7 separate regions of the Sus scrofa genome follow, and all the other regions are linked to region 5. Evidence: chromatin contacts called from public HiChIP or PLAC-seq and promoter capture Hi-C data. All regions are on one chromosome and are shown on one strand. The core of a region is the stretch at or near the end of the contact, and the rest is flanking DNA. Distances in the headings are between cores, read along the strand shown. Region 1 holds the start of CCDC58 (coiled-coil domain-containing protein 58). Region 2 holds the start of TIMMDC1 (complex I assembly factor TIMMDC1, mitochondrial). Region 3 holds the start of WDR5B (WD repeat-containing protein 5B). Region 4 holds the start of CD86 (CD86 molecule). Region 5 holds the start of NDUFB4 (NADH dehydrogenase [ubiquinone] 1 beta subcomplex subunit 4). Region 6 holds the start of TMEM39A (transmembrane protein 39A). Region 7 holds the start of EAF2 (ELL-associated factor 2).

Region 1 (2,700 bases), core at 2-2,501, 1.6 Mb after region 5:
ATGGAGGTTCCAAGGCTAGGGGTCCAATCGGAGCTGTAGCCACCGGCCTACGCCAGGGCCACAGCAACGCGGGATCCAAGCCATGTCTGTGACCTACACCACAGCTCACTGCAACGCCAGATCCTTAACCCACTGAAAGAGGCCAGGGATTGAACCCGGAACCTCATGGTTCCTAGTCGGATTCGTTAACCACTGCGCCATGACGGGAACTCCTAGTCACGATTTTTAAATTCAACTCTATCTAGGCAGTGGCACATTTATGCCTACATTGGAACAGATAACGTCATAGTAGCTTGGTCGAAATCTAGACACCCTGTTCTTTAATTCATTGGTTAATAAGTTGCCCTGGACCTCTGGCGTTTGAATATATAAAAGAGCCTATTTCCTAAATGTTACATTCTCTCTAAGGATTAGGAGGCAGAGAACCAGAGCAAGTACTAGAATTAATCACCCCTCCATGGCTCCAAATGTTCTGCCCTACCACAATAGTAAAACAAGTTTTTGCTTTATCAAAACAAAACAAAAAAAAGTAACCTCTCCTCCAGTTTCTTCTCATCTACAAATGCTTAACTTAAAGTAGGAGAAGAATAGCAGAAGCTAAGAAGTGAGTTCAGTGGATGGCTAAAATGTTGTTAAAACCCCTACCCACTCGGCCTGGGTTCAGCTTTACCGCCGAGGAACCACCTGGCGTTCCTGGGTGCAGTTAATCAAGGCTTGGGAGTCGCAGGGAGAACCATGACCCCAATGGAGCACCCTCACTCCCTAAGGCCAAGCTGTGCCCCCATGACCTCCAATGGCTCGAAAAAGGAGTTTTGAACTGCCCGATTCTGCCCCAACTGGTCCGCACTCCCTTCCAAGCTAGAGCAGGGAACAGGGGCCCAGAACAAAAGAAGGGGCACGCCTGCCACACGAAAAAAAACCCATCACCTGGAACTCGGCGAACTCCTCACAGTTCACACTGCCACTGGGCGCCGCCATATTGGACAAACACGAGGCCCCCGCCGCGAGCCAATCACCGCGGAGCAAAGGTGTCCGCGGCGCCGCCTGACCAAAAACAACTAGGGGACTCGAGACAGCCAAGCTCAAGCTTTGTCTTTTCCTATGCTCGCCACCCACACCGAAACTCGTAACGCTGCTATCCATCTTTTTATTCCTGTTCCTTTAAGATATCTTCTTGGAACCGGCCCAGATACATGGATCGAAGAAAGCCAGAACTTTAAGGGATCGTTTTTCTCCAATCCCTTTCTCTTACAAAAAGGGAAAACAGTTTCCGGGTCGCACCAACTAGGTTGTCCCAGGGGGAACTCTAAAGTCGAAGTGAGGTTTTTCTTAACCCTTCCATCCAGTCCCTAGAGCAAAGGAGCTTTTCAGAATTTGGGCCGACCAAGAAATGTAAAGAAAAGGTGTTTCTGGCAGTGTGGGGTAAAGGATGAATAAGGTAATAGGTATGGAAATAATGAAGTGTTTACTTCTACTTTAAAAAAATAGGCAAATAGAAAACAACATAGGAAGCATACATGTGAATTTCTCAGGTAGCAAGTCAGCAAGAGGTGAAAAACACTGGTCACTAGGAACCCAGTTATGTAGTTTTGATACAGGCGTATACGTATTCATTGAAAAATGAAAAAAAAAATGTATTGACTTACTGAATTACCGAGGCAGTGTGACTTTGGGATCTACAGTTCACAAAATTCCTACAATAAGCACATTACTTTGTTTCTATTTTAAACGAGTACTTTCTTAGATGCAACATTGCAAAACCCTTCAATAAACTCCAAAGGAATATTCTTAAGGACAAGTCCAGGATTAGGCGCCAAGCGGGGCGGAGCCCAGCGGGCCGGCAGAAGGTACAGTCTGACCTCCATGCACGATCTGCACGCTCTGCGCGTCACGCACGCCCCGCCCACAACCCCGCGCGCAAAGCACGACCCCTCATCCCGCAGGCCCCGCCCGCCGGTGCCTCTCGAGGCCTTACTTTCTCAGCGCTGGGTGACATTGAGCACAGAGCGCAGCCGCACCACCGCCGGCCTGGGCCTCTCTGCTGGTCCGCGGAGTGGGCGGCCATGGGGAGCCTCCGCAGCCTGCGCCTGGCGGCTGGTGAGACGCGGGCCCGGCTGGGGGTGGGCAATCGCTTTGCATGAAGGAATCTTTCAGCCTCCTCAGGCCTGTTAGGTGCTCTGTTTTATTAGGCATTCCCCTCAAGTAGTTTGGAATCCTACTCCCAGAGTAGCAATAGTGGGAGACAGCTGGGGCCTAGCGAGCCACTGGTAAGAAAGCACTGAGGGCTATCTCCGAGTGACCCTTCCACCTGGCTCTCCACCCACCCAGCTCCCACCTAGTTAAGGAGCCTATGCTCAGGGATCACTTTCCCCACCCCCATCCCCTCTGAGCTCACCTGTCATCTCTAGAACGTCCCCCCATTTCCTGATCCGTTCAGCTTCGTAACCTCCTGTCCCGTAGGTTACCTGAGTCTCCCGCCTGCTCCCACCCCCATCATCTCTAGAGTTAATCCCTACACTCAGAGAAAACTTGGAGTCTAGGGTTTCCTACCCATTCGTTATCTGAATAGGCAAGAGATTTAAGGTCTCATAGAGTAATTGCAATTGTTTTCTTAAAATGAGGTGTGTGTGCACATTTCTTTTATATAATTCTACAATAAAAGAGTTCCCGTTGTGGCTCAGTGGGTTAAGATCCGGACTA
Region 2 (2,700 bases), core at 182-2,681, 1.0 Mb before region 5:
CTAGTCACTCTATCAGTCACTTCTCTGGACCATATCTAGAGACTTCCAGCTATCAAATTCTGGAATTCTCTTTACTGTATCCTACTAAAGATTGTAATTATTTTGAATTATTCCTAGAAAGGAATAAATGATGGGTAGGAATTGGCGAAGACAATGTGTATGATTCCTAGCAAAGATCAGATGAAATTACACAAATCAGGAGTTCCCTTCATGTCTCAGGGGTTAACGGACCCAATTAGGATCCATGAGGATGTGGTTCTACCCCTGGCCTGGCTCAGTGTTGGTGATCCTGCATTGCCCTGCCTTGTAGTGTAGGTCGAAGACCTGGCTCGGATCCTTCGTTGCAGTGGCTGTGGCTTAAGCCAGCAGCTGTAGCTTGGATTTGACCCCTAGTCTGGGAACTAACATATGCTGCAGATGCAGCCCTAAAAAAAGGCAAAAAAAAAAAAAAAAAAAGAAACACAAATCAGTTTAAAAATACTTAACATGCGAGCTGTCTTGTTTTTGTTGTTGTTTTTGGCCGAGGTGGCATATGGGGTTCCAGGGCTGGGGATCAGATCCGAGTACCTAAACCATAGCTAAGGAACCAGGCAGGGATAGAACCAGGCTCCCAAGTGCTGCCAAGACACCGCGGATCCTGTTGTGCCACAGTGGGAATTCCTTCATAAGCGTGCATTTTAATAAAATTATACTTTGAAGCATATGATAGCAGAGGCTGTAGTGACAGGAAATTATTGCTGGACTACCAAGCAAACATCTGAGAGAAAGTGTCCTGCCTTTTAAGAAAGAGTAGTTATATGAACCAAGGTGAATAAAACCCATCTTGTGAAGCCCTGAACCGATTCTTCTACATAAAAATGTTCTGGAAATCTGGGTGTAACTGGCAACAAGACCCCTCTTAAAAGCCTCCTAACTTTCTGAAATCGAGAATAGACCTCGCCCAACCTCAGAGGTTTCCCGAGCTATGACAGGGTGGGTTGGGCTTGTAGTTCTGCAAACTGCCTTCCCCTTTCTGTACCCCATTTGTGTTGAACACTGCACTTTCTTCATCTACATTCCTGCTTTTTAAAATAAGCTAACTTCAAACTATTGCATTTGGAGTAGATAAGCAATGAGATCCTGCTATATAGCACAGGGAACTGTATCGAGTCACTTGTGATGGAACATCATAGAGGATAATGTGAGAAAAAGCCTATGTATGACTGGGTAATTATGCTTTACACTAGAAATTGTCAGAACACTGTAAATCAACTATAATGGAAAAATAAAAATTACATAAAAAATAAAATACGCTAACCTACTTCAGCTAATGACCCGGTCTGGTTGCCTGGAAACTGCCCCACACAGTTTCACTGGCGCAGGAGGCGGGGGCCAGACGGTGCAGAGAGCTGTTACACGCCGCCAGCTCACTTCCGGCGAGTCAGCTTGCCACCTCTAAGATCCGTCCCACCTCAAACCGGAAGTGCTTCCGGCTCCGGCTCCGCCCTCGCCCAGCCCAGTAGCCTTTGCCCTGGTTGGGGCGGGACTTCCTGTCTCGTGTGTCCAAGGGCTTCCAAAGTGAGGTTAGTCTGGGAGTGCAGGTCTGTCACGGTGTGTGGCTACCGCTACGGCCGCGAATTTGCTAGAGCGTAGTGTACCAGTATTCGTCACTTATTCTTGCAGTTATCTTCGCTCTTCTCCCACGGCGCCTCCCGGAGACCTTGGGGCCCTGAGCGCCCAAGCTGTCCGGCAGGTTCTGAGGAGACCATGGAGGTGCGGCCGCCGGCTCCACGGAGCTTGCTCTGCAGGGCGCTGAATCCTTTCCCTCGGGTCTTTGCTGCTGGAGCTGTGGCCACCGATTCCAAGGGTCTTGCGGAGGACCTTAAGCTGCCTTCCTGCGTCCCGGAAGCCCGATACCCGGAATCCGGATGGGACCGACTCCGGGAGCTGTTTGTCAAAGAGTAAAAGTGCCTACGGTCTGTGGGGAGGGGCTACGAAGGAGGTGACCTGAAACCTGGGTCATCCGGGATGAAGGACCCCAGGGTGGTGTGATTTATTTTTAAACGGAATTTTGGGTTCTAGTGCTTGTACTCCAAGCTTGTATCCTAACATAGCGGCTAGGTGGTTCTTATGATTGACAGGCCGGTTTTCAGGTGGTAAAGGTGAGCCTCATTGAATGTCAGAGCTTTTAGGGATATTTAGGGAGTAGAGTCTTAGTGTAATTACCTCGATTTTACAGATTAGAAGAATTGGGCCAAGGTACTTGGTGACGCGAGAACCCACATCTGCAGGACTGCAATATTCCTTTTCTTATATAACTTGATCCCAAATTTTGATAGTTTATGACCAATAGCCCTCCTCCCCGGCGCAAAAATGGAAGTTCAGAGATAGCAGAAAGAGTTGTAAAATTTTTATTCTGCTAAATAAGGAATATATAAAAAATAGTAGCAACTATTGTCTCATCATTTTATAAAGAAATTAGCTGGATTCACAAATAAGGATGTTTCAGAATAAAAGAAATAACCCTTTAAATTGAATTAACTTTAATGGAAAACTCACGATAATTAATTTCATCATTGTTTCGTTCATCAATTACTGGTAAAAAGTTTGCCCTTTTATGAAGTACTTTACTATATACTATACTGTGTTATCAACATTGGTTAAATTAACGTCGAAGCTTTATTATGTTGCTGAGATAGTTCAGGCAGGGGAGCTGGTGGA
Region 3 (2,700 bases), core at 26-2,525, 1.6 Mb after region 5:
CACTGACCTGATGCAGCATCCCAGATTCGACAGACACCATCATAGCTACCTGACACTATCAAGGACCCCTTACAATTAAAATGAACAGCAGAAACTGGATCAGAATGAGCAGACAAAGTCTTAAGGCACCTTCCTGTTTTCACCTCCCATATTTTCACGCTCTCATCAAAAGATCCTGAAATGATGAGGTTGGATGGTGGGTTGAAATTACAACAAAAAACATAATTACTGTGCCCTTTCAGCGTTTTCAAACATTTTCCAACTCTCACATCCCAAATCTTTAGAGTTTTATCATCTGAGGCAGAAACAAGACGCCCGGAATCTGATGACCAGGCAACATCTGATATTTCCAGACTGTGTCCTTTAAGTGCTTTCTCATATTTTCCATCATAGGCTCCCCAAATTATAATTACTTTATCAGCAGAAGAACTTGCTAGCCATTCTCCATTAGGACTAAATTTCACTGATGATACTGCTTCCGTATGTCCCACGAGAGTAAATTTGAGCGTGTAGTTTGGTTTTTCAGCGACTTGCTTGCTCTGATTGGCTGATGAGGAGAGGGCGGACCCGGCTTTGTCATCTCTTGACTCCTTTGTAGCCATGACTCTGAAGCTCCAAGTAGGCAGGTTGGTTTGGCGTCAGGTCCTGAACCCAGAAGCCAGTATTTTGGCTTTCTGTCCAGCAAAATAAAGATATAAATCATAGGACTCAAAATGAACGGTATTGTGACAATAATTTCTGGATCCTTTTTGAACTACAATATACACAGATACAGTAGCACGGCTTGGACCCTTTCAATTTTTCCCCGCTTCCTCCTCTGCAAACAAATACTTAAGAAATATTATTAAAAGGGTCCTGTGCGCTGTCGGCAAGGAAGCTACTAATGTTGGGTAGTTTGCGAATGTATAAAGCGGCCCGAAACTGCACGCAGTGAGGTGGAGCGGCAGGAACCTACAGAAAGTATTTTTCACCGCCCCTCCCCAGCTCCGAATGTTTGAGAACCCGCTGAGCAATACTACCAGTCAGGCTTTAGGTATCAGAGCAAGAATGAATTACCGCTTTAAACAGATTTCACAAGCTAAGCAAAAAGCTGCACAGGAACCTCTCCTTCAGGTCACGGACAACGGCCGACCCTCCGCACAACTGCCGACCTGCCGCACAACTGCTTACGTACCTAACGCGGGTGTAAGGCAGCCGAGCGCATGTGCAGAAGGAGCCTTCCGCCACTTCCGAGCAGAGGCGACATGCGGGAGACGCAAGTTTGGGCTTAGCTTCCGGCCCTTGTAGCCCTCGCCCTCCCCGCGCATGCGCTGCATTGCGTTGTTCGGCTACTGGGAAAGTGAGCAGGGCTGTTCCCAGAGCTGACTGGCTGGCGTGGGAAGCAGTGAGTATTTCCGAGAACATTGATTTCTCTTTGGAAACTATGTGACGAGAAAGGACTGAATTTTGCGTTGCCGTTAGCCGCAGGGTTAAGCTCGCCTCTGGATGTGGGCCGTCCGTACTGCACCTTTTCAGAAGCGCAGCCGCCCTGGATCTACCCAGCCGCAGTGACTCCATGTAAGCTGCTGCTACACAGGTGGCTTTCGTTCTGCTCCCTCCACTAGTTGTGTAGAGCCTGGTGGCGGGTACGAAGGGCGCAAGTAGGTGAAGGGAACGTAGCCAGATTTACGCCCAGGTTGTAAGACTTCGAGTTTAAACGTGTTCCCTAAACGTTTAGGGAAGGATCAAGAATGTGCGTTAGGGGCCTTCAAAGGCCAGTGCTCAGGTGAGCTTCACGTGGTAGTGCCCGGCCGGGCGCCCGGGGAGCGGAGCTTGTTTTAGCACTTGTGGTTTAAACTTCTAAAGACAGTTAAGTTCAAATCTGCATAGGTGTCTGGGACAGAAAAGGTGGAGTGAGTGGAATGGAGGAAGAAATGTGTGAAGTTGCTCAAAATTAGGCTTTAGTGAGCCCTCCCTAATTTTGAGAAATGATTTCATGACTGTGAAAGTATGTATAAGATACATGCTTTTCAGGTGTAAATTACTCATTAAACAAGAATAAGTTCCCTAGCCTGGGAACCTCCATATGCTGCAGGTGCGGCCCTAAAAAAACAAAAGACAAAAAAAAAAAAAAAAAAGAAAGAAATCCGAACTAGTTTCTCCAATCCTATGTAGTCTGTCCCTCTGTATCTGCAGGGAATTGGTTCCAGGACACCCCACCCCACCCCTTATTATAACAAATTCACTGAATGCTCAAGTCCTGTGTATGAAATTGTGTAGTATTTTCATGTAACATATTCACATCCTCCCCAGTACTTTAAATCATCTGTAGATCACTTACAACAGTTAGTACAATATAAATGCTATGTAAATAGTTGCCAGGGTGAAGCAAATTCAAGGTTTTTTGGAACTTTCTGGAATTTTTTTTCAGAAGATTTTTGATCTGGTTGGTTGAATCCGGGGATGGGTAGCCCACAGATGCAGAGGGTCGACTCTGATTGCTCAACAAAGAGTGCCCAGTAGAGACTAATTAGTCTTCTGTTTGAAAGATTTTCTGGTAGCCAGTTGAAGGGGCAAATCTCTCTCACGTTTTGTCAGTCAAAAATGAAAGCATTTGGAGTTCCCGTTGTGGCTCAGTGGTTAATGGATCCGACTAGGAACCATGAGGTTGCGTGTTCCATCCCTGGCCTTGCTCAGTGGGTTAAGGATCCGACGTTGCCC
Region 4 (2,700 bases), core at 34-2,533, 1.3 Mb after region 5:
AGCAATGCCAGATCCTTAACCCACTGAGTGAGGCCAGGGATTGAACCCACGACTTCATGGTTCCTAGTCGGATTTGTTTCCACTGCACCACCACGGGAACTCCCAGGACTGGTTTGTTTTTAATCTCATGCCAGATCTATAAATTAACTCACCCATCAGCTTTTCCTTTTCACTCTGTTAAAAAGCTACAAGCCAAACTTGTGATCCACATTGAGCAAGGTGGGTAGATTTCTGTGGCAAATATTTAGCACCGGCCTTGCACTAGGCTCTGTTTTGTGTCCCTTCATTTGGTTTGTAATGTTGATCATCTTTCCTATTCTGTGCTTCTCCGTAAGGCACTCTATGGCCTTTTTGGTCTAAGTCAGAGTAAGTGGATGAATGAAGAAAGATGGAGGGCAAGAGAAGAAAGAGAGGATGGAGGTTACAAAGCAATGCCCATCATTTTCCTTGGCTCCATCACATGGATTAAGTGAACCATCTGGTGCAGTGGTTCTCCAAGTGGGGTCTTGGGCCAGTGCCATCATTATCCCCTGTGAGTTTGTCAGACATGAGTTTTACTGACGCTACGAAATCGGAATTCTGTGGACAAGGCCCAGGAAATTGCTTTCACATGCCTTCCCAAGATGATTTTTGAGCACATTAGTTTGAAAATTTCAGGAATGTCAAAAAAAAAGTTTATTTCTATGCATAAATACTACAGGTTGGCTCTGTAGTTCAGGGGTTAGAGTACCAGTCTTGAAAACACAAATATTTTCAGTGTGGCCCCCACCCCTTGCTCATTGACTAGTTAAGATAAATAATGCTACAAACTGCAGTAAATAACCCATCAAAGTTTATAAGCTTAACACAATAAAAGTTTTTTTTTTTTTTTTGTGGGGCGGTGTCAAGAGCTGCTTTATTAATTTCTTCAGCAAACTAGCTTTGCCATCTTCTAAGCCCCTGGACCCCTCCTCTGGGTCTGTTGCACCCAAGAAAGCAGGGAGAGGAGGCAAGAGGGAGGAGGCCTTAGCCTGGGATCTGGAAATAACACCCATCATCTCTGCTCACAATCTGACTGGCCAAAACTCAGTCACATGGCCCACCAAACTTCCAGCAGGGTGGGGGTAGTTCTAGGAAGTAGGGCGTGTCTGTGGGGCCAGAAGGAAAAGAAAATGGGTTTGGTGAGTACAGAGTACGATCTCTGCCACACCCGTGGACCTCAGTGAATTTGAGACTCCATTTGTCCTATTTTGGTTTCGGTTTCATTTCCTAATCAAGGTTTTCTTTTTTTACCTCCAGCACTATGGGACTGAGAAACATTCTCGTTGGGATGGTCCTCCTGCTCTCTGGTAAGCACTCTTTGGCTTTGTAAAATCCTAGAATCCTCCCACTGTCTCCCGACCAGCCTGACTTGCAAGCTGGGGGCTTGAGACTTGGTGGGTTTTACTCGTTTTCCTCCCTTGCTACCATTCACAACACCACACCCAAGAAAGACCTTTCTGGGGAAGGAAGCATGGCGACTGAGAACGAGTATCTCGGCTGATGGCAGGCCCGACCTGAGAGGGAGTCCTACCCCTTCTGTGCGTCCTCCTCCTCTGACAGCTCACACCCGTGCTTCTGGATGCACCAAGGAGGGTAGACGGGCCTGTCTGGGGTGCCTGGGGAGCTGGGGGAAGGCCCCTACTCTGATATGCCTGAGGTTTCTTCTGCTCCTCTGCGCCCATTTCTGACATTCTCGGGCTTTTAGGAAATAGCTGACGGGCTTCTAAAAGTTTCCTTCCAGTAGGGACCAGTGGTTTCCTTGTTCCCTACCTTCCCCCTCCTCCCTGTTGCCCTCTCCACCAGCCTGTGCCTATAGATGATAGATGGCACTGCTTCCTGGGAGGATCAAGAAACCCAGCCCTGCTACCACCTGCTCTGTGACCCTCAGCTAATCACATTGGCTGATTTACATGAAGCCAAGGGGCTCCTCATTTGCTTAGCTGTTTCCAAGCCCTTCTAGGACCCCAGGTGGGACCCTAACAGTGTGGCCACGTGTCTCAAGCCTTGGTAATATTTTCATACGGAAGTTGTTTTAACCGCAAGTAGTTAAGGCCACTGTCTCTCTCCACTGCGACATTTCTCTCCATCGCATTCTCCCCGTTAAGTGACCAAGTTGTGGCCATGGGCATTTTATTTTGCGTTCTGGATTCTTTTTTCTTAAAAGAGACTTTCCCACCGAAAGATATTTTAGAAGTGTCAGGCCTCACAAAACTCAGATCTTCCCTGTTTGCTGCTTTTGTCTAAGTTTCAGTTTCTTCACCTGTAAACTGGGGTTAGTCAAGGTTCCTGCCACTCATCCTCTGACTGGGAGCCTTTAGTTTTTCCCGGCTCACCCCTCCTGCTGCTTGGCTTTCCCTACCCTCAGCACTGAGAGGTAAGGTACCTGGTCTGGTCCAGGTGTGCAGCAAATGGGGAGGGGAGCCGAGCCTACAGCAGTGCACTGACAGCCCCTGACTAACTAGCCGGGCCATGACTTCACCTCCCCCTGATGGCCACACACCAAACCCTTGGCCACTGTTCTCATCCCTGCTGTGGGTGACAGGAGTCAGGACACTCCCTCAGATCGATGCTGGCTGGGACAGGCCTTTTGTGATGTGTTTTCTGCTTAGCACCATGGAGCTTGTTGAATCTGTGCTATAGATGTGCTAACGGGCCACTTCATCACTTCACTGACTTAAT
Region 5 (2,700 bases), core at 40-2,539:
CTACAGCTCCGACTGGACCCCTACCCTGGGAACCTCCATATGCCGCAGGAGTGGCCCAAAGAAATAGCAAAAAGACAAAAAAAAAAAAAAAAAAAACAACAACAACAAAAAATTTCTTTCTTCTACATTCCCTCAGTCTCCATTCTTCTGAGCCCATTTTTCTATATATTCATTTGGACAGTAAACTGCTTAGCAAATATTATCATATTCTGTCTATTCTTTCTGTACTGCCGGGATTGTCAGCTCCTCAGAGACAATCACCTCATCTTTCATTTTTGTTTTTCCCACTCAGCCTAGAAGATTGACTGACTAGTGTGCAGGATGCTTCATGCAGTGAGTGCTTAATAAATATTTAAAAACAGTATTAAAATGTTGAATAAATTTGACAGCAGTGCTGCTCCTCATCACGTCAAGTGCCAACACTTTCTAGGTCCCTTCTCTGCTTAGCAACCATTTCGCAACATTTCTACATGTCCCCAGATGGTTCATCCAAGCTGAAGTTAACTTTTGATCCACTTTCCTTGCCTGAGTTATGGAAATATTGTTTACATGTTTTCCCCTAAGGAATATCTGCTTGGTACCCAAAGAACCTGCCTTGCAACTTGAAGTAGCCCTTTTTCTTTGGTGATAGTGGGGAAAGGAGAAGGATGGTAGGGATGGAGAACATTCCCTTTAAGGTTATCCTCACTCTTCCCCCCAAACTATCTTTCACAGTAAGATAAAATGCTCCTATGCTTATTTTCATATTTCTATGGATGTTTTTTAATCTTAGCATCTGAAGAATGGTAAGGATTTTACTAAAAGGTTTCAGTGTTGTAACTAAGATTTGGTTTTTCTTTTTCTTGGATAAGGAATATTTTGCAAAGTATGTTGCATCTATTCATTATTTTATTTAATCCTCACATGAGTTTTGCTAGGCAGACAGAATAGGGATCATAATCTCCAGGATAAGGAAGAGGAAACTCCGAGAAGTTAAGTGACTTCCCCAGGTCAGAGAGATGGACTTGTACTAAAAGAGAATTCCACAGTCGGTCCCATTTCTCCTCTCTGCTAACTCAACTTCACAGAATGTGCCCTTCAGGGTCAGTAAAGCTAGAGCTGCAAGCACGGACAAGAAGCGAGACTTTCCACAGCGGTAGGAAAAGGAGAGGGCGGGGGAAGGCGAGGAAAGTACCTTGCGCATGCGCAGATCGCTACTAGCGCCGGGGACAGAGGAAGGTTAAAAAGCTGTACATGCTAAACCGTTTCCGCCTCTTGCTAACACGCAGGCGCACTTCCTCAGGACAAAGGTCAGCACGTAGGGGGCGGGCCTCGGGGCCCCGCAGGCGCGTTTGTGCGCCGGGTTGCCAAGATGTCGTTCCCAAAATACAAGCCTTCCCGCCTGGCAACCCTGCCAGCTACTCTCGACCCAGCTGAATACGACATATCTCCGGAAACCCGGAAGGCACAAGCCGAGCGGTTGGCCATAAGATCCCGGCTTAAGCGGGAGTACCTGCTCCAGTACAACGACCCTAACCGCCTAGGGGTCATCGTGAGTGAGGGGCCAGCCGGGTGGGAATCGAGGGCCAGAGTCCGGATGGTCCCGTCAGACCCGGCAGCCTAGACGGCCCAAGGGGGACCACGCCACGGGGCGGTCACCGTTTCCAAAGAGTGTTTTAAAACACAGGTCCTCTTCCAGGCCCAGAGAGCAGGACCTTGGCATTAGCCCTTTGACCTTGGGTGGATAGCTTAGCGGTTAGGAGGACGGGTTCTGGGTTCACAAGTGGCTGGGTTTGAGTCCCAGCTTGATCACTTCTCGCCTGGGTGATCATGGAAAAGCTTTTCAACCCTGCTGCTTGGCTTTGGTTTTCCTATCTGAAAAATGGGGATAATATAGTACTTCCTGTTTTACGAGGCTCTTATGAGGATTAAATGAGATGGGGCACGTGACCCACCAGCACAGTTCCTGGCTTGTGCTGAGTGTTCAGAAAATATGGGGGGGGGGGTGTTTTAAAGCTGTTTTCCACTTTACAGTTCACAGTTCATAGAAATACTGTTCTGATGGGAATATAGTGATTTTTCAGTTTACATCTTCTAATAATCCAGATACCCTACAGCTTGCTAAAGCTTTGGGCTTTGGAGTCAGACACGAAGGCACTACCTATTGGCAAATTATATGACCTTGTGCAAAATCCCTAACCCTTCTGAACCTTAGTTTTATAATTTTCATATACGGAAACGATAGTACATTCTTTATAGAAACCTTTTGAGGTTAAATGAGATAGTCTGTATAATGCTCCCAGCACTTATAACATGCCTAGTAGACCGATAGCTATTATCTAGAAGATAATTTTCTGTACAAGAGCTATTTAAATATGTAAATATGATTTTTTAGAGAAGTTTTTTTCCCAACAGTTGCATTGGTATTTTGTAGGAATTTTAGGAAGTTGTGAGGATTGAAGGAAATTTACAGGTGTGCCAGGAATTACTGAAACTTTCTGAAATTCAAATATCATGGGTATTTGAAGATTTAAACTTTATTACTATCCCCATTTTACAGATGAGAAAGATGACATGGGAAGGGCAAGTTGTCACAGGGTGATACTCTGTTAGCAAGTGGTAGAAAAGAATTAGAACCACAGTCTATAACCCAGAGCATCTTCTCAACCACTTGGCTGTATTGTCTCCAGCCAGAACCTTGTTTACTTGGGAGAAGGTGCT
Region 6 (2,700 bases), core at 141-2,640, 1.1 Mb before region 5:
AATGGCTCAGAGCCTAAGTTCTAACCTAAGCTCTGTTCAGCATTAGGGAAGTCACAATTTGTATCTTCTGTAATTTGACTTGTTTCACACGGAAGATATTACAACCAAGTAGAAGTTTACAAAAAACACCACACATATACATTTCCAATTCATATGCACTATTTTGCAGTAGGCCTTGTGAAATACAGAAGAATCAGCACTGTCCAAAATGTAAGGTTTTGTTACCAAGGGGATCTGGATTCTGAGATCAGCTGTCACATATTATCAGTCTTTGAGGTATTTAACCCCTGAGTTTCCTCATTAGGAAAAAAAAAGGCGTTCCTTGTCCTACAGAGGTTGCTATCAGGACTGACAAAGATGGGTGAAAATACTTCAGAAGGTCTTTTAAGTCTTTAAATGTAAAGCTGTTCAAGTGGTATCTCCATATGTTAGAATGAAAATACTGAAAAAAGTTCAAGAAGATGCCCACTCCAGAAAACTGATGTAAATCATCTAAAAATTACTGAAACTGTAGGATTAAAAGATCAGTAATACATAAAGACCCTAACTGAAAAGAAACTGTGCTTGCAACTATCTATAGCAAATATAGATACCAAAACTGTTTCCTAAACAATACAATTTAAAAACTGAAGAAGGACATCGTGGAAAATCCCTTGTTTTCAAAACGTTACAGTAGAATCCTATGTTTCTTCTTCCAAACAGCTTTCGGCTGCAGACTAACAAACGCCAGGTGCGACAAAGTTTTCAAACCGTTGGATGGAGGGGCTGCTGGTCTTTGCTCAATTAACGTGCAAAGGAAATAAAAGTGAGGGACAAAAAATTGGGACAGAAGAGAGGCAAGAGGATCAGGTGGGGGCGGGGGGCGGCAAGAGACCACAAACTTCAACAGACTGGCCCTTAACAGGGGGCCACAAAGCGGTCCCCGCTGCGCAACCCGGAGGGCCGAAGCAGGCCCAGGACAATCGGACAGCGCGGCAGCTCGGTAATACTCACGCATGGAGAAGGCCCGGCCAGTGGGGCGGGATCCCTGGGAAGAGGCGGCTGCTTTGCAGGCTAGACCCCAAGCAAGAGAACACCCTGCCCACGTTGAGGAACTCCAAACCAGCTGCTTGTTTGCAGACCGTCCGCTCCAGGAGAGTCGAAGAAGGGTGTCCAGGCTTCGGGCTGCCAGACCCAGACTCCGAGTCAATGCCAGAGTCAGAGCCAGAGCTAAAGCTAGAAGTAGAGCCCGGCCCCGTCAGCAACCATCCTCAGCCTCCATTACCGCGGAGCTGAGCAGACGTGGCAGCGCACAGCGATGACGTCAGCTTCGCGACGGACAGCCGCCCCAGCAGCGAGTTGGCCCCCGGAACTGCACCGGAGCCAGGGGAGCGAGCTCTCCACCTCCCCGGGCGTGCACCTGCGCAGTGAGACTCGCCTTTTCTGCTGGGCTCGCGGCCCCGCCTTGCTCGCCTGTGCTGGCCCACGTATTTCCTTCCCAGACCTGTCACCAAGCCCTCGGAAGCTAGGGGTCCTTCCTGTTATCTCAGTCTCCGAGTAACAACCGTGTTCAAGTTTATTGCCCCCGTTTTACTGGGGGATGTTGGGAGACTTAACTGCTAAAGTAAAGGAGCCGAAGACGCCAAGTCGTGCTTCAGCAACCAACCGTGCGCGTATTTTATGTTAAAAAAAGGGCTAGATGCTGGAGTTACAAAAGTGAAGATCACAAAGAGTTCACAGTCTAGTGGAAAAAACAAGACACCAGGAAAACACAGTAGTTAAAATTTATCATAATAAATGCAACTTTAAAAGTACACCCAAGGTTCAGAGATGGCATGCAAGACAGGGTAATAATCTCTGGAATATAGTGCTCCCAATACCAAGAAAATCTTCACAGAGCTTGGGGTTTAAAGCCAAGACTGCAAGAATGAATAGGCAGTTTATGGGAGAATAATTTAGTAAAGGAAGTGGCAGATTAAAAAGGTAAGAAAGTGAGGGACATCATGCGGAATTCAGAAACTGTCAGTAATCTGATGTTAGAAGAAGAGTAAGAGTGTCAAGAGGAGCACTTGAATCTTGCTCTGCAGATTTTAAGCACATAGGGAAAGCCCTTTATGTCCAGTATATGATTAGTTAACCTTCACTGAGAGATTTGTTTGGTGCCAGACACTAGACTGGTAGCTTTACATATTTCATTTAAATCTCTTAACGTTTTGGTATTATTTTATAGAGAAAACTAAAAGTAAGAAAAAATAATTTGCTGATACCCAGTTAATATAACCCAGCTAATCAATGACAGAACCAAATTTTAGAGCCAGAATAACCAATATCAAAACTAAAGCTAGTGATATTTCTAAATATTCTTTTTCCCCCGTGTATTTTTTTTTTTTTTTTTTTTTTTTAAGGCCACATCCCTGACATATGGAGGTTCCCAGGCTAGGGGCCCAATCAGAGCTAGAGCTGCAGGTCTACGCCACAGCCATAGCAACTAGAAATCGGAGCCTTCTCTGCAACCTACACCACAGCTCATGGCAACTCCAGACCTCTTGGTTCCTAGTTGGATTCCTTTCTGCTGTGCCACGACTACAGGAACTATGCCCCAAGCATTCTTATACTTTAATTCATGCAACATAGATCACCATATATTTTCATTGTATTCACCTGTAGGCTTATGGTACATTTCTTTTCATATTTGCTCTGTTAATTCCTTGCTAGCTTGCT
Region 7 (2,700 bases), core at 188-2,687, 1.0 Mb after region 5:
AAATAATAATTCCTACCTCCTAGAGTAATTCAAAATTTGGAAGAGAAGGCAGCCACCAAGAATGGTCCTAAAGCGTTGCATGACAGTAAAGTCTCAAAAACAATAACCATTTGGAGAACGTTTACTGGATGCCATGAATTGTTTAAAATGCTTTCAGGCATTAACTAATTTAATCCTCTCAACAACTCTAAGGTGTAAGTACTACCTCTTCCCCTAATTTTAATGACAAACATACTTACTTTGGTTTGCACAAGGTCACAATGTAGAGCATGAAGCTGAGGTTCAAACTCATAAAAGATTCTGGCTCCAGAACTCAGGTGCTTAACTACCACAGGAAACAGCTTTAGTATGCTTAAAAGAGTATAATTTACACAAGCAGATAGGTTGAGGGGGACACATTTATCTACTTGCCTGGAATAATAAATTTGGCAAAGGAATAAGTTAACTAAAGAGTAGTCTGATTATACAATTACCCTGAAAAACCACCAGTGTTATGGCAACCATTTGTAAACTTTCTCTTGAGTGTTTCTCTTCTCATACAGCACTTCTCTCATCTCTACCCTTAAACTCACGAACTTTTGACAGATTAAAAAAAAAAAAAAAGACAAATTATTTTTCAATTATTAATGTTATCACCCTGTAGCCAGAGCAAAAGCTCTGGCCCTGATCTTTTGGGAATCTTGTCTTTCGTGGGGGCCGTGTCGTTACTGCCTGCACGCATCACTGTGAAGAAAATAAACGAAGGCAACCAAATGCAAACCAGCCGCAGGGGATCCTAAATATCTGTAGTTCCTAACTCTGAACTCTTTTTCCACTCCCTCCAACCCCCAACTCCTACTCCCCTCTGGGACCTGACCATTGGGACCCTGCTCTGGAACATAAGGTCAGAAAACTCTTGCTGAGGTAACGGCGTCGCCTCCAGTCAGATCCAAGGACCACGGCTCGGTGGGCACTGGTTCCTTTACTCAGGATTCTAGATCCAGCTTCGGCGCTACCAGGCCTCGGGCACGACGCCGCGCCTGGAGTCCAGGTTCCGCCCCTCCCCCGCCTCAGTTTCCACACCAGATCTCCACAGAAAGGCGTGGAGCAGGCCGATTCTCCTTTTAGAGCTCCTGCAAGTCGGGTCACTTGGCCCATAAGCTTGGAGTCCAGGCCTCCCGGCACCCTGGACATTCTCCTTCCCTAGCCGCCGCCTCACGTAGGCTACCTCGCTCCGTTTCGCGTTCCTCCTCAGCAGCACACAGCTCCTGCCGTGTACCTCAGAACCATAGCCTCCCGGGGCTGCGTGCGTCCCAACGTGAGAAGGGGGAGGGGCTCGGCTGCGGGACCCGGAGCCTCGGGGCCAAGGGGCGGGCACTCCTAAGGCGGCAGCCAATCAACACGCGAGAGGCATCCTGTGGGGGCCACGCTCCCCGGGCGCGGGGCGGAGTCTTTTTTGGCTGCGTAGGCGGCTGCAAGTGCAGATGTTTCAGGCTGAGTTGGCAGCTGGTGGTGAGCGCTGCTGGCGGAGGCAGTTCAGAGACCGAGGAGAATAATGAATGGAGCAGGGAGACCCTCGCGTATTGACAGCCGCGAGCGGGTTCTCAAGTTAGGCGAGAGTTTTGAGAAGCAGCCGCGCTGCGCCTTCCACACTGTGCGCTGTGAGTGAGGACGACCCCGGGGGAAAGGGGGAAGCTCTGGGTATGGGGGTGCGAAAGAACAACCCTCTCCAAGTCGTGTTCGCACAGACTGCTGACTCTGCGGGAGAATGGGGTGCCCAGCGCAGTCCACTGCCATACCCCGAGTCCGGAAGGGTCGGTGCAAGCACCTGGGTGGAGCAGGTGTGGGTAATTCTGGGCAGAGAGATTTAAGTGAGACCAACAGGTAGGAAGGGCCACTTGTGGAGAAAGGCTGCGGGGTGACTATGGATGGAGAGAGACGTAACTGGCGGATCATGCAGAGGTGGAAAGGAAAATTCAGTAGACCCTTGAACAAAGCAGGGAATAGGGGCGTCGACCCCAAGCAGTGCAATATCCACGTATTCCTATCTCTGCCTCAAAAACGAAGGAATTGATACCGGACTCACCTAAGAAGCTGAAACCTTTTGGGTAGAATCAGGACTCTTAACCTAGTTCTTTTAATTACCTGTGTTGTGATCTCTAATCAGACACAAGCATTTCCCCACACTACGTTAAAGATCTGAAGATGAAAATATAAACTATTTATTGAAAAAAAACCCACGTATAACTGGACCTGCGCAGTTCAGACCCGTGTTATTCTAGCGACAACTGTAATAAGGTGACAAATGGAGAGGGCAAGGGCCGAACTATTATTATGCAGGAGGAGGTGAATGCCTTGAGGTTGGTGGGGAAATGTTCTTTCCTGTCTTCATTTTTGATGTCTCTGACTGATGAGGGTGTTATTTAGTGTGTTCCTGGAGAGAGATTCTGGATCATTCTAATAATCTGTGTCTCTTTTGGACCCCCAATTTCATTCAATCAGTTTTCAAATACTATCAAAGTTTTGAAGGGTGTGTTATTAATATACTAGAAAGACATTTACTGCTTATGATTTCTCCTTTTGTTTGTCCTGGGGAAGTAGTTTTGATATACTTCTCTTTCATGTTGTTGAGGTAGAAATTGGAGCTCTTTTACTTTAATAGTTGGATGGTTTAGATTCCAGAAAGGAAAAGATAGTATATTATGATTTGGTATGTAAAAC

What was found. Promoter capture Hi-C pulls out the DNA fragments that hold promoters and counts their contacts. HiChIP or PLAC-seq counts read pairs in DNA pulled down with a chosen protein or histone mark.
Region 1: a contact with region 5 is called in an H3K27ac HiChIP or PLAC-seq map of alveolar macrophages. The contact joins the promoter of CCDC58 here to the promoter of NDUFB4 in region 5. A contact is called at or near these places in 1 of 5 promoter capture datasets (liver) and 1 of 2 datasets of contacts at active chromatin or transcription factors (alveolar macrophages).
Region 2: a contact with region 5 is called in a promoter capture Hi-C map of fetal liver, with 4 times the contacts expected there. The contact joins the promoter of TIMMDC1 here to the promoter of NDUFB4 in region 5. A contact is called at or near these places in 2 of 5 promoter capture datasets (fetal liver and liver) and 2 of 2 datasets of contacts at active chromatin or transcription factors (alveolar macrophages and skeletal muscle).
Region 3: a contact with region 5 is called in a promoter capture Hi-C map of liver, with 6 times the contacts expected there. The contact joins the promoter of WDR5B here to the promoter of NDUFB4 in region 5. A contact is called at or near these places in 1 of 5 promoter capture datasets (liver) and 1 of 47 Hi-C or Micro-C datasets (embryonic fibroblasts).
Region 4: a contact with region 5 is called in an H3K27ac HiChIP or PLAC-seq map of alveolar macrophages. The contact joins the promoter of CD86 here to the promoter of NDUFB4 in region 5. A contact is called at or near these places in 1 of 47 Hi-C or Micro-C datasets (fibroblasts) and 1 of 2 datasets of contacts at active chromatin or transcription factors (alveolar macrophages).
Region 6: a contact with region 5 is called in a promoter capture Hi-C map of liver, with 4 times the contacts expected there. The contact joins the promoter of TMEM39A here to the promoter of NDUFB4 in region 5. A contact is called at or near these places in 1 of 5 promoter capture datasets (liver) and 1 of 2 datasets of contacts at active chromatin or transcription factors (skeletal muscle).
Region 7: an H3K27ac HiChIP or PLAC-seq map of skeletal muscle shows a contact between it and region 5, with 7 times the contacts expected there. The contact joins the promoter of EAF2 here to the promoter of NDUFB4 in region 5. A contact is called at or near these places in 1 of 5 promoter capture datasets (liver) and 1 of 2 datasets of contacts at active chromatin or transcription factors (skeletal muscle).

Annotation. Positions count from the first base shown.
Region 1 is chr13:138,150,977-138,153,676 of Sscrofa11.1, reverse strand. CCDC58 (coiled-coil domain-containing protein 58) reads right to left here and starts at 1,251. Exons shown (of 5, transcript XM_003358793.4): 1 at 928-1,251. The coding sequence starts at 1,143. FAM162A (family with sequence similarity 162 member A) reads left to right here and starts at 1,965. Exons shown (of 5, transcript NM_001243573.1): 1 at 1,965-2,097. The coding sequence starts at 2,064.
Region 2 is chr13:140,757,429-140,760,128 of Sscrofa11.1, reverse strand. TIMMDC1 (complex I assembly factor TIMMDC1, mitochondrial) reads left to right here and starts at 1,431. Exons shown (of 8, transcript XM_021070323.1): 1 at 1,431-1,562; 2 at 1,663-1,940. The coding sequence starts at 1,747.
Region 3 is chr13:138,108,333-138,111,032 of Sscrofa11.1, reverse strand. It overlaps WDR5B (WD repeat-containing protein 5B), which reads right to left and starts at 1,275. Exons shown (of 2, transcript XM_005654048.3): 1 at 1,175-1,275; 2 at 1-674. The coding sequence starts at 602. LOC106505418 (a long non-coding RNA gene) reads left to right here and starts at 1,301. Exons shown (of 3, transcript XR_002337884.1): 1 at 1,301-1,384; 2 at 1,462-1,557.
Region 4 is chr13:138,463,324-138,466,023 of Sscrofa11.1, reverse strand. It overlaps CD86 (CD86 molecule), which reads left to right and starts at 1,283. Exons shown (of 6, transcript NM_214222.1): 1 at 1,283-1,328. The coding sequence starts at 1,283.
Region 5 is chr13:139,729,081-139,731,780 of Sscrofa11.1, reverse strand. It overlaps NDUFB4 (NADH dehydrogenase [ubiquinone] 1 beta subcomplex subunit 4), which reads left to right and starts at 1,289. Exons shown (of 3, transcript XM_003361882.4): 1 at 1,289-1,531. The coding sequence starts at 1,352. The region is part of intron 2 of LOC102162379 (a long non-coding RNA gene); the gene reads right to left.
Region 6 is chr13:140,795,788-140,798,487 of Sscrofa11.1, reverse strand. TMEM39A (transmembrane protein 39A) reads right to left here and starts at 1,390. Exons shown (of 9, transcript XM_003132656.6): 1 at 994-1,390.
Region 7 is chr13:138,680,339-138,683,038 of Sscrofa11.1, reverse strand. EAF2 (ELL-associated factor 2) reads left to right here and starts at 1,437. Exons shown (of 6, transcript XM_013980937.2): 1 at 1,437-1,640. The coding sequence starts at 1,535.